Linked DNA regions of Rattus norvegicus: region 1 is linked to region 2. The links are chromatin contacts, called in public Hi-C maps. All regions are on one chromosome and are shown on one strand. The core of a region is the stretch at or near the end of the contact, and the rest is flanking DNA. Distances in the headings are between cores, read along the strand shown.

Region 1 (2,718 bases), core at 125-2,624, 72 kb after region 2:
CCTTCTGCTTTTTTTGGGGGGTGGGTGGGTGTGAGTGTGGGTCTCTTCTGCATATGTCCCCCTACCACCTGGGCTATGAACCTAGTAACCTGAAGCTGAAAACATAAGTTCAGGTGTGTGCAAACCCCTCACAGGTAGCGTGTACTGTTGGCACAGCAACTCACAACAGACTCCCTAGACACAGGGCTTGGGGGGGAAGGGAGGGGAGGGCAAGGGGCGTCATCGTGGACCCAAAGGCACTGCTTGGGGCAGGGTAAGCACCCAAGGGATCAGAACACCCCCGCTTCTCGCGTCCCGAATTCCCCACCAGAGTCCTTCGAGGAAAAGGCGCCTTTCCCGGGGGCGCGGCAGCACCCGCCCTGGTGCAGCCGGCCTGCTAAGGTGCCTGTTGTACGTGTTCTCAGCCGCTACAAGTTAGGGGTGCGGCTGGGGCGGGTGCTCCTCCACATCTCTTTGGCTCACTCCTCCGTGAGGGGACTGTCCCCCGCATCCCTTCAGCTCACTCCCGCAAACGTCGGCTGGGGTAGGGGGAGCCCCTGGGCCAGGGTCCCCACCTGCCACCCTCGGGGCGACCGGGAGCTGGTGGAGCGCTCCGCTGTTCACTGGGGCTCTCTGCAAGACACAGCCACCTACCCTGCAGCCGAGCGAGACCCGGCTCCCTCCGCCGCTCAGCAGCGGCCCCCGCCGCGCGCGCTCGCGGGGACGCCGGGACCCTGCGCACCGCGCGCCACCCGCCCGGCGTGGCACAAAGGCAGCATGGCCCAGCCGCGCCCGGCCGCGTCCGCGTCCCGGCGCAGGCCACGGGACTCGTCCCCAGGTCGCTATTGCCGCCAGCCCTGCCCTCCTCCCGCCCCCTTCCCCCGCCAGGCGGGGCACCGGGCGGAACCCTGCGCCCCAGCACGGAGCAAGCAACGCGGTGGCGGCCTCCGATCGCTCCCTCTCTCTCCACCGTGACGTGAGCAGCCTTGGCGGCTATTTATAACCACACGATTGGATTTCATTCATGAAACCAGGGCCTTGTGTGTCTGAACTGTGGGACGCGAGGTGGCGAAGGTGCCGCGGCTGCACGCACACCGGAGGGGCCTGGGCTCCAGGGCGCTTGGTTGGGACCAGCGTGTGTCCCGCATCCTGGGGATCCGGCCTTGGGCCAAGCGGAGAACAGAGCAGGGCAGGGTGTGTGCGAGCTGTCCCGCGCCCCCTCCCCGCAGCATCCCACCCACTCCCGAACATCCGCTGGCCCTCAATCCTGGGCTCAGGAAAAGTAAGTTGGGCCACTAACCGGCTGGGCAGCATAGCTTTCTTCCCCCTAGGAACTGACCGGTCGCGGACTCCGAGGGAGGACATTGGCTTTTGTTTCAAAACCGAGCCCAGCTGCTGACTAAGCGCTGCGCTGGCCCAGCCTCCTCCCCTGGGCGCTGCACGTGCGGGCTAGCTCTCCCCCTCCTGGTCACCTTCCCCTGCACTGGGCTCGAGGGGTCCCGGCAGGGGGCGGGTGGGGGGACGCCCTACTGCCCCCGATTCTCCCCACCCCCCTTCCACCCCGAAATCAGCCGTTTCAGAGAGGCTGGGGGTGAGAAGAGCTGAAACCGATTTTGGCCTCTCCCAGGTCGGCAGGAAATCTTGGAAAGGAAAACCAACTAGCTCTTCTCGGGGACATTGTGGACTTTCAAGGCCATTGTCAGTTCTGGGGGCAGAGTCATGGCTACTCTTCACGGATCTGCATAAGAACTGCCTAGGTGCCTAAGGGTGTCTGGCTCTGGCATCTCGGCGAAGCTTAAGGAGGTGACAGGGGACGCAACTAACTTGGCTCCTGTCCGCAGGGAACTTTCAGTCCGCCTTCTCAACTGCCTGTTAGACTCAGCGGTGTAATCCGCTCACTCTAGTCCTGCAACAGCTGGCGGATTAGGGTGTGAATGCCTTCAGCTAGGGACGTGTTACGTTTATAAACTCTTCTAAAGGCTGAGCACCAAGCACACAAAAATGGCCACGCTGTATCCTTGGTCACCATCAGTTCTGAAACCCCAGCAGGATCTCGAAAGGGTGGGAAAGGTAGCCATATTTTACTGTGAAGATGGTTTCTTTGGGTAATCCTTCAAGCCTCCCCTAAAGAGAGAATAGCAAACAAACCCTCTTACAGTAACGCCTCGGTTCCTCCTTTTCAGAAAACCACATTTGGTTTTCTTAGATGGATTTCTCTTCCTCCCTAGAATCCCTGAATGATTTTTAGTCCCTTCGGTAATGTCCTGCCCTTCCCCTAGATCCAAGGTCTCCTGTAGTCAAGGCCGATCTCAAACTCGCAATGTTGCCAAGGCTGGCCTTGAACTCCTAAAGCCTCGGCCTTGCAGGTTTATACCGCCAACAGACTAAGCAAATGAAATGTTTTTATAAGAAAATGTGCGGGCAGCCTGCGGTGATTTAGGCAATCCTTAATGTACTGTTGTTGTTGGAATCGGAATCATCAAGGCCATAACCTTTTGATACTAGCATGAGGAGGAAGCAAGAAGTCAGATTCCGCGGTCTGAGGAGTTTAAGGTGGATCCGTGACTGTAAGTGGTCATTTGCTTGGTTGGCAAGGGGCAAACTGTTTTAAAAGGACACCATGTTGAAAGAATCAATAGACATTCTTTTCAGGAATGTATCAGGGAAAGTTAATTAACCCTGTTGTTTCTAGCTAGCTACTTCACTGCGAGTCACTTCTTTTTAAGCCACCTCGGGCAC
Region 2 (2,700 bases), core at 122-2,621:
GCTAAGGAGGCTGGTTTTTAACAGTAGAGCTGTCAACGGTGGAGGTGGCCTCAGCGGATGACGGTCCCCTCTCCCTCCTCCTCAGGCCACGGCTGGGGACGGATGCCAGAAACACCACTTTCTCCTCGAATGGTGCTTGTTCAGCGCCAGGTCCTCTTTCTCTCGTTCCCTCTTCACACGCTGGTAGTGGTCTTCCTCCTTAAGGTACCACACAGGGGGCCAGCGGTGGCGTTCAAAGTACTCCTGGTTGTCTGGACGGAGGGAGGGGCGAAATACTGTCTGTGATTCCTGCTGACCAAAGACTGTCCGGGATGCTAAGTCCTGCTTTACGCTACTCATAAACCTCCCAACATGGCTGACAAGGCTCACCACAGATGCTGACACTGAAGTCTAACATGGAGGATCTATACTGGGCACGCAGACCCCAAACCACTTGATTTTCTCCAGAGTTGGAGCTTGACCCTGGCTATGCACCCCTAAATAAGGGGGGGGGCTCATTTTGGCATGCTCTGAGGCAGGGTACCCTTGATTCCACTCCCCTCTTCTGTAAGACATCTTGCAAAGAGATCCCCCAACCACAAATTCTCTGGGTCCGTCACTTGAATATGTGACTACCGCACACTCAAAGGGAACTGACCATGCAGTGTCCACCGAGTCTGGTCCCTCCCAAGGGTTTATTTAGAAAGGGCAAGGGATGAGTGGCAGGGAGCTTGCACACACACTCTTACCTGCTGACTTGGATTTGATTTCCTTGCGGAACTTGGAACAGACGCTGTTGTAGTTGGTGCAGATGTGATGTAAACACCAGGCGGCTAGCTGGTTGGCATTGTGAAACTGCAGGAAGGGGACCAGATTGGGGTCAGTCTCTGTTTGCTGAAGCAAGGCAATGGGCCAGTGGTATGGCTTAGCAGGTCAAGGCGCTTGCTGCCAAACCTGATAACTGAGTTTGATCTCTAGGACCCTGTATTGGAAGAAGAGGCCTGACCCCTGCAATTCGGCTGACTCCCAAAGGCAAGGTATGGCATGCGCGCATGCGCGCGCACGCACACACATGCACGCAGGGACGCACGCACGCATGCGCATGGGCAATAAATGTTACAAAAACTAAGTCAAAGAAACTAGGAGCATTATGAGTGCGGAAGAGAGAGTGGAGGGAGATACAGGTCTGTAATACAGGAAAACTCGTTTGGACCTCAGGGTTTTGACTTGGACTATGGCTCTGATGTCAGCCATATACAGTGTTCATGTACCCTCCCCTTGCTCCCTCCTGAGATAGACGGTCCCCAAAACAAACTCCATATCGCACTGAAGACTTTCGAGTATGCCGGGCTCTCCTGCCCTGCCTGCCCCCTTGGCCCTCTGGCGATAGGTGAACAAGCATGCCCTCTGGAAGGTACCAGCCGGCAGCAGATGGAAACGATGTCATCTCTGTTTACAGAGCCTTAGCAATGGAATCCTCCGTGTCACATGTCAGAGCTCAGCTTGCTGGGGCCAAAGATGGAAAGAGGAGAAGGCAGCGTGCAGTGGCCGTCCTGTACCTGCCCTCTGCTTGTGTAAGGACGGCCATCTGGGTAAGGTGGGGGAATCTGAATGCTCCCCAGCTTTCCTGAGCCTGGGGAGGTGACAGCTGATGTCCCCAAACCAGACTGTCCATTCCCCCCATATCTTCTCAGATCTGGCAGGATACCCTTGCCCCTTTCATGCATCCTGTATGTTTCTTGGGCTAATCAGGAACTTGGGAAAGACAGCATGGTTCTTCTGAGGCTTGGCTAGTCACCCTGTGAAAGCCACTCCAGGGAGAAAGAACCTACAAACCCAATCTTGAAGATGGTTGGAGGCTGGTCCTTCCAGCTTCTCTGTGTGTTCAGTTTGACTCGAGTTTAGGATTGGGGCAGTGGGGTACTGGGTGGGGATCTGCGATAGCTCAGGGAACGGGCTGCATGACTTGCTTCCTTGATTTGAGCTCCATGACAGTCTTTGGCGGCCAAACGGGCCACAGGGAGTCAGCAACTGCAGCAATAGACCAGGGTTTCCACTAACTGAAATCCTCTCTGGGTTAGGGGCTAAAGGATAGGCTAAGACAAAGACACCATGCTTACTTCCTGTCTGGGTTTGTCCGGGCTTAGTAGTCACACTACAGCCTGGCACGGGTGGGAAGGCAGGTGGGGAGGGGCCAGGAGGGAAGGTGGCAGAAGGTCACATCTTTACTCCCAGTTGAACGGTCCAGTAGGGCATTCTGGGCCTATTCAATTTCTTCTATGAAGCGTACTTATGGAGAGAAACCAGTCCTAAACTGGGGGTGGGGGTGGGGTGTCCCAAGACCTTCAACTTCTAATTTTCGACGGCTAGTTCCGATGAAGCCTTGGGGGTTTCTACTGCAATGCATTATCGGCCCTCATTGAATGGGTTTTTAGGTCGGGCTTTCGGAATCTGTGTTTATGTCTGTTTCTCTCACGCGCCTTTGAATGCTGGGAATCTGCTGCTTGGAGATAGTTGAGGGACTTGGGATCATGCAACAAGTACTTGTCAAGTGTCAAGCCAGAGGGACTTGGCTGGTCCAAGTCCCAGCCTACCTTCTCCCCATGAATGGAGCGATTACCTTTGACCACACTTGGCTGGACTGAGCAACACCTGCTATAGTTCGGGCCACCTCCTCCTCTGTGATTGGGAAATGTCCATTTAAACACCCTGACCTAAGAC

Evidence for each region. A called contact is a pair of places that touch in the nucleus more often than the background predicts.
Region 1: a Hi-C map of hepatocytes shows a contact between it and region 2, with 2.3 times the contacts expected there. The contact joins the promoter of Rhobtb1 here to the enhancer-like site in region 2. A contact is called at or near these places in 3 of 12 Hi-C or Micro-C datasets (hepatocytes, kidney and liver).

What each region holds. Positions count from the first base shown.
Region 1 is chr20:19,400,683-19,403,400 of GRCr8, forward strand. It overlaps Rhobtb1 (Rho-related BTB domain containing 1), which reads right to left and starts at 1,375. Exons shown (of 11, transcript NM_001107622.2): 1 at 634-1,375.
Region 2 is chr20:19,328,235-19,330,934 of GRCr8, forward strand. It overlaps Rhobtb1 (Rho-related BTB domain containing 1), which reads right to left. Exons shown (of 11, transcript NM_001107622.2): 10 at 729-834; 11 at 1-251. The coding sequence ends at 82. Among named protein-coding and RNA genes, the nearest start is that of Cdk1, 64 kb to the left of the region's middle. Within about 2 kb of position 1,372, at least 5 of the 93 cell types and tissues checked have an H3K27ac peak or open chromatin away from gene starts, as enhancers often do. A contact at or near this core is called in hepatocytes and liver, where this site is marked.